Regions from separate parts of the Xenopus laevis genome. Here region 1 is linked to region 2. The links are chromatin contacts, called in public Hi-C maps. All regions are on one chromosome and are shown on one strand. Each heading gives the region's core, a stretch centred on a gene start, on an enhancer-like site or on the middle of the called end of the contact. The rest is flanking DNA. Distances are from core to core; before and after follow the strand shown.

Region 1 (4,923 bases), core at 1,566-4,065, 150 kb after region 2:
AACAAATATGTCTAAAAGGGGACAGATTATGGCTTGGAGCAGTGATCCCCAACCAGTAGCTCGTGAGTAACATGTTGCTCTCCAATCCCTTGGATGTTGCTCCCAGTGGCCTCAAAACAGGAGCTTATTTTTGAATTCCAGGCTTGGAGGCAAGTTTTGGTTGCATAAAAACCAGGTACACTGCCAAACAGAGCCTCAATATAGGTTGACAGCAGTGCCGGCCTTAGGCCTATCGGACCAATTGGGCCCAATAGGGCCCCGCACCTCTGGGGGCCCCGCACCACAGGGCAGCACAGATAATATTTCCCTCAGCACATGATGCTGCCTGGCCTGCCCCCAACTTTGAGAGTCCAGCCCATCCCCAAATCCATAGGTACAGCACACCCCCAACTCTGATAAGCTAGCCTGCCCCCAACTCTCATAGGCCCAGCTTTCCTCCAACCTTGATAGGCCCTGCCTGCCCCCAATCCAACCAAGCCTGCTCCCAAGCTGAATCGGCCCAGCCTGCCCCAAACTAATTGGCCCAGTCCACTCTCCTATTTCCTCCCTCTCTCTCTTACCCTGTGTGCCCCTATTATGTGCCCTTATTTCATCCCTCTCACTCTCTTACCTTGTCTGCCCCTTTCCTTTCTATTTTGTGCCTGTATGCCCTTATTTTCCTAAATACTTGGTGTGTCAGTAGCCAGCAACACTTTGTCTAGGGGCCCCGCCAACATGGTCCCAATTGGGCCCCACATTTGATAGGATCAGCCCTGGTTGACAGTCCACATAGGGGCTACTAAATGGCCAATCACAGCACTTATTTGGCACCCCAAGAACATTTTTCATGCTAGTGTTGCTCCCCAACTCCTTTTACTTCTGAATGTTGCTCACGGCTTCAAAAGGTCGGGGATCCCTGGCTTGGAGCAATGGGAGGTGGTTGGAGATGTGCTTTGATCCCAAGTCTCAGCACCTTCTTTGCCAATCATGTTGTGTAAATTGGGGGCGGCTTCAGAAGCATCTGCTTTCAGGGGAATATGCAGCTACACAAACAGGAACAGGAGAACTGGGGTAAGATGCCTTTGCCCTCAGATGGCTGCCTTCAAAAATTCCTGGTTCCTGGGCTGTCGGCTTTGTACTACTTACCACATTAGCTAACCTAATGAAACAATGATATCCCAGATGTTATTGGTCCGTGACATATAAGGCTGTGACTGATAATTCATCCCGTGGTCCAACAGACCACAGCCGGCCTCTACTGTACAGTGGTTTGAGTTCTTGTTAAAAAAGAGAAACCCACATGTGTCTTGAACTGCTTGCGCCTGTTCTTGTTCAGGCAACAGATGCTTTTTTTTAGACCTATGTTGTGCTCTGTGTCTATTTTTGAAATGAATAAACTAAAGTGAACTAATTTATTGTTTTGTGAATTTTCCAGGTAGTCTCTTCTTTCACCGTAACTCACTATCCCCCCGGAGCCTGGGCTACGAGACAGAGTTGTCCACTATTGAACCTTCGCTTGACATTTACGACGAGAACAAAACTTGAGCTGTTCCTTCATCTGTTCTTCTGTCAGATGCCCCACCATAATTGTCTTCTCTTATCCCCATCCTGCGTTACCAAATCACCAACTGTCCTGTTGTGTGTCCTCTGTCTGAAGTGATGAGCCCAAAGTCAAAAGCACAGTGCCCTGTCCTCTCCCACCAGTGATTTGGGAAGCAGCTTCAAAAGAGAGCACTAGATCATGATGAACTTTGTGCATGGAAAAGCACAAACATCTAGTGTTTTTTTTTTTTAATCAGTTATCAGCAACTTGAGCTCGAGAGAAATTGTGACAGAATCACTTCTGGGATCTGCTATAACATTTATATCGGCATTTATTTATCACGGCAGAGCTGCAAACACCGGACGAGAACTATAAATATTCACTCTGTAATTCCTCACGTACTTTGACATTTTGCATCTCTAATAGTTGGAATTGGAACACCAATAACAAGCTTTTTGGGGATTTGAGTTATGAAACGACCAAAGGTTCATCAGGAACCCAATAGCCTGGCAGTTATTGTTGTTTGCACTCTATGGGGTGTGTGACATTCATTGCATCTTTTTTTTTTCAGTGCAGTATTAATAATAATGGCTTTGGTGGAATGAGCAGACACCAGGCTAAAACACAATGGCGAATCAAAATTTCCTTTCTACTGTATTTTGTGAACTGCATAATTAACACCTTTATTTGTTCTTTCCATGCAGTATGGATATAAGTGCAATCAAGTGGATACTGGTGGATACAACAAGAGTTTGTTTTTTTTTGTTTTTTTTAGTCTACGGAGCTGATGGCACTGGTTGACTGCATCTTTATAGTTTGGCCTATTTTTTAATAGGATGGAAGGATCATGCTAAGAGGACCATAAAACCATTTCTGGCCAGTGCAATGCTAGATCTGTGTTGTCACTTACAATACTGATATTCTTTTCCCAAGATAATACAGCGACGCATTGTACACAGGAGCTGTAAGACATTTGTATTCGCCTGCCATTCAGTAACAAGAGCTATGTTTTAAGGCCTAGGCTACACAACATGGCTGTGTCCAAGGAACAAATCTAGAAGCTGTTGTAATAACCATGTTTCGCTGTGGTTCCTGAAAAGGTGATATTTTCACAGCTCATCGTAACCGTAAAATAGGTTACCAGTGTGAAAAAGATGCAGGCATCAGTAAATGCTGGACGGTGTTTCTCAGCTGAGAGATGCTTGGTTACAAATGACTTGGGTAAGTGTGTAATCATTTACAGCATTGCTCCACGACTGGAGAGCTCACGGTGGAGTGAGGTGGGAGGGGACCTTTTCCAAGTAGCAAGGACGACCATTACTAACCTTGTTATTCAGCAATTACCTGCCAGTTAAGCAGCAGTCCTCCTTTGAAGGGACTTGGGAACTGCAATAAATGGAAATTCATTGAACACTTTTAACCAAGTACCCTGTCATTTTAACAGTATGTTTTTACTTAAAGGGAAACCATAGCCTCGTTATAGTAGTGATTATATTTAATACTATTATATAAGCCAGTCCACGATTTCTCCACGAAACATTCTGTTTGTGTATGTTAACATGCAACTGACATGAAGCTATGGAATTCTGCAAAGACCTTTGGAGAAAGACACTATCTTGTGATCAATAGATTAAGGCGGCCATAGACATAACAATAACGATATTTTTTGGAAAAGATCTTTCCAAGAAAGATGTTCCTTTTAATACACACGTGTAGAGCTGAATCGTCAGATATACAGGTAGATATACAGCTAGAAAGAATAGAATTCTACCTGTATCTGACGATTCAGCACTAACAATGGCCGATGTTTGGGTGCAATCAAAGGCACCCAATCAAAATTTTCCGTCCAGCCTGATCGACGAGTCGGGAAAAGAGCTGACCGATATTGGCAGAAGACTTGAATATCGGTTGGCTCCTTTCCCACCATTCACGCACCGAATATTGTATGAAAATTTGTTTTGTACGATATTATCTGTGCGTCTATGGCCACCTTTAGACTTGCTCTATGTATCTGTCAGAATAGAAATATGCAGAGAAGGAAAGTTTCTTGGGTACAATACTTGCTTTGACACAATACTGTGGCTTTGGGTAATGAAAAATCATGAACTGTGCTGGTATAGTTTCCTTTTAGGATATTGTTGCACCTTATTAAGATGGGTATAATAATGTCAAGTACTAAGCTCTGGGCACACAAGACACATCAGTGTTATACAAACAGGACCACCATGAGAAATCGCAGGGCCCCATATGACAAAATTTCCTGGGCCCCCTGGGCTATGCCCACTGCAAGCCCCACCTACAGGTCAGCCCTCCCCTCCACACAGTAAAAAACAAAAAAAAATTGGTGGCCAAAATTGGTAGCCAGGCCCCCCCCCCCACATTATAAGAAAATTGGTGGCCAGGGCCCCTTAAACGTCCATGCCTTCCCGAAGTCAGCAGCTCTCAGAAAGATGGGGGGCCCGGCTAATCAAGTAAGTGTGGCGTGGCCGGGCCCCCCTTACCCTCGGGGCCCCGTACAACTCTCCCCCCTTTCCCCCCCTGATGGCTGCCCTGTATACTAATAATATATTTCTTGCAATTAGAAGGCAATCTACAATGCTCAAGTTGGGAACATGCAATCTCCAGCAGACTTATTCCATCCAATGATGGTGATGGTGCGGTGTTCTGGTGATTTCACATAAAAGTAGGTTTATTTGTTCTGTGCCACCTATAGAGTGTAGTGTTCAGTAGGTAACTGTAGTAGTGTACTTACAGTTACCTACTGAAATGTTCTGAGGTGGTGCTTATGAGAAAGTATGAATGGTTTGAAATGGATATAGAGCATGACGCAACCATGGCATATAGAGTGAATGACCTAAAATTTGGGGACTTTCCAATGATAACTTTGCCTTCTTCTTCTGACTCTTTCAAATGAAGGTCACTAACCCCATCTAACAAGTGCTCTGTAAGGGTCTGGCTACACGGGCAGATTCGGGGAGATAAGTCACCAGACAACAAATCTCCTCTTCTTTGCTGCGACTTATCTCCCTGATCTGCCTTCCCCCGGGTAAAACGAAAACCGCCTGGGGGCAGGCACACAGGGTGCTTTGTTTTGCCTCACGAGGAAACTTGGGGTGACTTCAGAAAACGAAGCGCTCCTTGTGCCTGCACCCAGGCGATTTACATTTTAGCCGGTGGAAGGCAGATCGGGGAGATTAGTAGCCGCTAAGAAGAGGAGATTTGTTGCCTGGCAACTAATCTTCCCGAATCTGCCAGTGTGGCCAGACCCTAAAGCTACAAATTTATTGCCATAGCTACTTTTGATTACTCATCTTTCTATTCAGGCCCTCCCCTAATCTAGTCCCTTATTCAGGTCAGTGTATGGTAGCTAGGGTAATTTGGATCCTAGCCACCGGATTGCT
Region 2 (5,099 bases), core at 1,750-4,249:
GATTTTTCGGACAGACATAATATCAAAGGCTATTGTGATACTAAGCTCTATAGTTAGTATAGGTATGGGTATATAGAATTTAATTAAAAGTAGGGAGTGGTGTGTGTATGGATGCTGGGTTTTCATTTGGAGGGGTTGACTTTGTCTTTTTTCAACCCAATTTAACTATGTAACTATGTAACTATCCAGCAATGGATAAAAAAAAATATTTCACAGCTGCAACACGCTTCCCAGCAGAGGGAATACACTGTTTTCAGCTTTCCTCTTCTGTTGCCTAGTAAGCTATGTGTAAGTGTTGACCACTCACTGACCATATATTAAGTAATAAATTCAACAATCCTATTTTTTTTCCATGTGGAAACGATGTTAACAATAAACACAAAAAAAGAGAATGTGGTGCAATGCTATACATCTGCAATGCTAACGTTTGTTCTGTTAAATAGATACCTTTTATATATATATAAATATATATGAGTATACAACATTTATTTTTCTTTTGGATTTTTTTTTAAGTTGTTGTATATGTTTCATTCTTTTTATTCACATGTATTTCTCCTTACATGGTATGTTTGCAATAATAATTAATTTAATTAAGCAAAAAAGTTCTCCGCACTGCCTATTCACTGTGAATGCATCAAATCGTCGTCTCGGCTACCGCTATCCCAGCTTCAATTAGTCAATTAATATAGTAAGAGGAGAGCACTCAAAGTAGCAAAATTCTGTGATTTATTAAAGACGAGTACACGGCATGTTTCGGGTCTTACATACCCTTAACCCTTGACACTTGAAAAGGGTATGTAAGACCCGAAACATGTTGTGTAGAAGTCTTTAATAAATCACAGCATTTTGCTACTTTGAAGTACTCTCCTCATTCTATATTAATTGACTAAATAATTAATTTAACTCAGCTCAGCTTCCAAGTGATATGTTATTCATCATGGTGAGTACTATGGCATGTATTAAAAACAATTTAAGGGAACCCTTGTGTTTTTCATCCAGTTCTGTAATATAGTCTAGTCCAGGGTTCCCCAACCTTTAGAACCCGTGAGCAACGTTCAAAAGTAAAAGGAGTTGGGGAGCAACACTAGCATGAAAAATGTTCTTGGGGTGCCAAATAAGTGCTGTGATTGGCTATTTATTAGCCCCTATGTGGATTGTCAGCCTACATTGAGACTCTGTTTGGCAGTACACCTGGTTTTTATGCAATTAAAACTTGCCTCCAAGCCTGGAATTCAAAAATAAGCACCTGCTTTGAGACCACTGGGAGCAACATCCAAGGGGTTGGAGAGCAACATGTTGCTCACGAGCTACTGGTTGGGGATCACTGGTCTAGTCTATCTGCAGTTCTTTTAGCTCTTATTGGACACTAGCAACCTGCAAAAGACATCAATGAATCTGATGAATGATGAGAATGACTTGAATGCATTTTTTTAAAGGTAAACTTTATTCAACTGAACAACATTTCAGAGTCGGTACAGCTAAGTATAATAATTTGTGTTAAAATACTGAAAGGAAGTGGTGGTTTGTTGTTCATTAGGCAGCAATAACTGAATTAAACAATGTCCTGGGAGTTGCAACAGAGCAGTAGTCAAGAAAGGAGATGCTGTGAGATGAGAATAATGCTATTCTTTCTGCCTGTGTTTTCTCAGGCGAGAGAAGCTGAGGACCTTCAATCTGCTCTTCTGTGTCCCTGAACTGACAGACACAGCATTGCCCTGTGTGCCGACACATGGAGCCAGATCTGTGGATCTGCCAAATGGCAGAGGAGCTTCTGTAGGATGCCATATAGACAGTCACTGTTTAGCTGTCCTTTGAATCTCGGTCCAGACCTTCACACAGCGGATATCGGTGTGAAAAGTCATACTTTCATGTTCTTAGCGCCTGCCAGTGTCAAGACATAGAAGATCAGATGGGAGCGCATCCCATTGTACCATTAGCCATTATTTATAAAAATCTAAAAAAAATTGTAAGTTCTTATTTTACATTTTGACATGAAGCAGGAACCAATTAAAATATAGTGTATGGAAGTAGTGCAAAACCCTTTCACTTATCCGTGTATGGGAGCAGGCACAGAGCCTGTGTGCTGTAAGCTGTTACCTAGCAACCAGCTGTACAGAGATCTCAGTGCTGCAGGAAATTACACAGCAGCTAGTAAGTGGCTGGCAGGAAGAGGAAGTAGCAGAACCTGGCAGAAGTAAAAAGCCTGGCAGAAAGAATCACACGGTGGACAGAGAGAGAGAGAGAGAGGAGCTGGAAGGCCCCACCAAAAGCAGAGATTCAGATCAGGCTGGCACAGGGACGCCACATACTGTGCCTGGAGTGATAGAAAGTGTGAAAGATATCCAGATTGGAGGAACCAACATCAGCAGTAGATTTCCATCTGAACATCCCAAGGGGCTGGTAGTCACACTGCAGGGCTCGCCTGAAGGCTCTGGGTGAATCATCCAAAGAGACTTTTGGAGTGAGTATTCTGTTTAAAGGGACAGTATCCTAAAGGAGAGTTTGAAGATTCAGAGACTGTGTTGTTGGGAATACATTAAAGGACTTTGAATTCCTTTAGTTAGGCAGATAGTTAGCGCCTGCTTAGTCAGACAGTGAGGCCCTATTGCCACCTGTTTAGGAGTGCTGCCTGTATTAGTTGGCCATTTCTTTTAGATAAACAGTTATTCAGTTTAACAAAAACTGTCTGTGTTTTATTACTGTATTCCTAGTGGGGCCACCCCCATCCCACTAGATGGAGGCACTGGCTAGTAAGTACCAGGTACCCAGGGTCGCTTTAATAAACGGGCAAAGTGGCCATCTGCCCAGGGCCCACTTATTTTGGCCCACTGCTGACTTTTTATTTTTAAATAGGCAGTTGGTGCTGGTGTGTGTCCGGGCTGTCTCCCTACCCCGGCCGATCGACTTACATTTCAAACCACCCCCCTAAACCGGTGCAGTGGAAATGGCCAGTGAAGGAAAGGAAGCCCCGTCTGCCGCAGTCTGCAGAGAGGGAGCCCGGAAGAGGAGCCGTGCATCAGAGTATCACTTTGGTGCGTCACACACAGTGCCGCGCTGGCCTGTGCCAGACTTGGTAAGACTTGACTTACCAAATCCTCTTGATCTGCGGCGCTTGTTGTACCCGACTGTCACACATCCCAAGGGGATGTGTGCTTCACACACGGTGCCTGCTGCACTTGAGACTTGACTTACCAAATCCTGTCACACTCGCACACCTTGACGCCGCCCAGCCGTCAGGCATTCCACCTTTCCACTAGGATCTAGGTGAGGGTGAGTCAATGTGCTCATCTACTTGTCTCTTTTCCTGCTATGGGTTCTGGCCTGGTGGGTATTTATACATGGAATTGCCCCTTGCCATCCCGCTGTGAGTTCTGGGGTGTATGTATACATAGAATAGCCACTTTGCCATCCTGCTAAGGGTTCTGGGGGGTATTTATACATGGAATTGCCCCTTTCCATCTTGCTGTGGGTTCTGGGGGGTATTTATACATAGAATAGCCCCTTTGCCATCCTGCTATGGGTTTTAGGGGTATTTATACATGGAATTGCCATCCTACTAAGATTTCTGGGGGTATTTATACATGGAAGCCCCTGTGCCATCCTACTATGAATTCTGGGGGTATTTATACATGGAATTGCTGCTTTCCCATCTTGCTATGGGTTCTGGGGGTATTATAAATGGATTTGTGCTGTGCCATCCTACTATGAATTCTGGGGTTGTTTATATATGGAACTGCCCCTTTGTCATCCTGCAATGGGTTCTGGGGTGTATAATACATGGAATTGCACTGTGCCATACTGCTATGAATTCTGGGGGCCTTTATATATGGAACTGCCCCTATGCCATCCTACTATGAATTCTGGAGGTATTTATACATGGAACTGCTACTGTGTTCATCCTTCAGTTTTCATAGATTTTAATTTATTTGACTTTTCCTTCTGACCTGGCTTTCAAATGGGGGTCACAGAGTAGACCCCCGGCAGCCCATAAACTATTGTGTTATGGGCTGTATTGTTAAGAGCAGGGGCGATCCTAGCCCCTCCACCGCCTGAGGCAGCAGCAGTTGCTGCTGCCCCCCCTCCCCCAGAAATTCACTCTTAAAGTACCAGGAGCAGAATTTTTTCTGCCCCTGGTACCTAGTGGGGCGCTGCCGCCTGAGGCGACAGCCTCAACTCGCCTCATTGGCGAAGCACCCCTGGTTAAGAGACTAAATGTTGTTGTTATTGGTATTTAATACTACTCTTCTACTTAGGTCTCTCCTACTCATACTCCTGTTTCTCATTGAAACCACTACCTGTTTGGTAGGGTAATTTGGACCCTAGCAACCAGATAGCTGTTAAAAATTCAAACTGGAGAGCTGCTGAATAAAAAGCTAAATAATAAAAAATGGCAAATAATAAAAAATTAAAACCAATTGTGAATTGCCTCTGAATATCACTGTCAAAATCATACTAACAGTTATTTTAAAGGTGAACCCCTTTAATGAACAGGGAGCGCCACTTCCACAGTTTCACTACTTAACCAGATTTATGTTTTCACAGAGACTTCTGTTCATTGTACATGTTTTAGGTCATCTCAGGTTTAAAGAGGGTCTTTCTCCTTATTTACAAAGCACTAGTAAGGCCCCATCTAGAAATGCAATGCAGTTTTGATCATCAATCCTTAATAGGCATATTCATAAAAGACAGAAAGACCGAAGAACTGTTATAAAATGATAATCAGATTAAAAGTCTCAGTTGTAAGGAGAGATTGTCAAAATGTGACATTTATTAAGGCTCGTATGAATTATACATACAAAAATACGTGCAAAAATAAGCTAGATATAAATCCGCCAATTTATTAATGTATTTACTGGAAAAAACTTGATGGCTGCATGATGCATACACCATAATTTGCAAGTCACAAGATTTTCTGCCACTAATAAGAATCGCTTATTCATCAAGTGGCGTTTTTTATTTCTCTCTATAAATTACGATCCAAAATTTGATAGAGATAGATAGCGTGGGGGGGAGAGAGTGGGATATATATAGACAGACAGACAGACAGACAGATAGATAGATAGAGACTGTATTGGCATATACATATAAAGACAGACAGA

The links. Hi-C and Micro-C count contacts between places; a contact is called where the count stands out from the background.
Region 1: a Hi-C map of the XL177 cell line shows a contact between it and region 2, with 5 times the contacts expected there. The contact joins two enhancer-like sites. A contact is called at or near these places in 3 of 4 Hi-C or Micro-C datasets (the XL177 cell line, the XTC cell line and animal cap).

Annotation. Positions count from the first base shown.
Region 1 is chr3S:14,794,231-14,799,153 of Xenopus_laevis_v10.1, forward strand. rnf130.S (E3 ubiquitin-protein ligase RNF130) reads left to right here. Exons shown (of 8, transcript XM_018254938.2): 8 at 1,415-3,261. The coding sequence ends at 1,524. Among protein-coding and RNA genes, the nearest start is that of LOC121402066, 45 kb to the right of the region's middle. Within about 2 kb of position 2,816, at least 1 of the 7 cell types and tissues checked has an H3K27ac peak or open chromatin away from gene starts, as enhancers often do.
Region 2 is chr3S:14,641,037-14,646,135 of Xenopus_laevis_v10.1, forward strand. It overlaps LOC108712628 (vascular endothelial growth factor receptor 3), which reads left to right. Exons shown (of 30, transcript XM_018254935.2): 30 at 1-107. Among protein-coding and RNA genes, the nearest start is that of rnf130.S, 14 kb to the right of the region's middle. Within about 2 kb of position 3,000, at least 1 of the 7 cell types and tissues checked has an H3K27ac peak or open chromatin away from gene starts, as enhancers often do.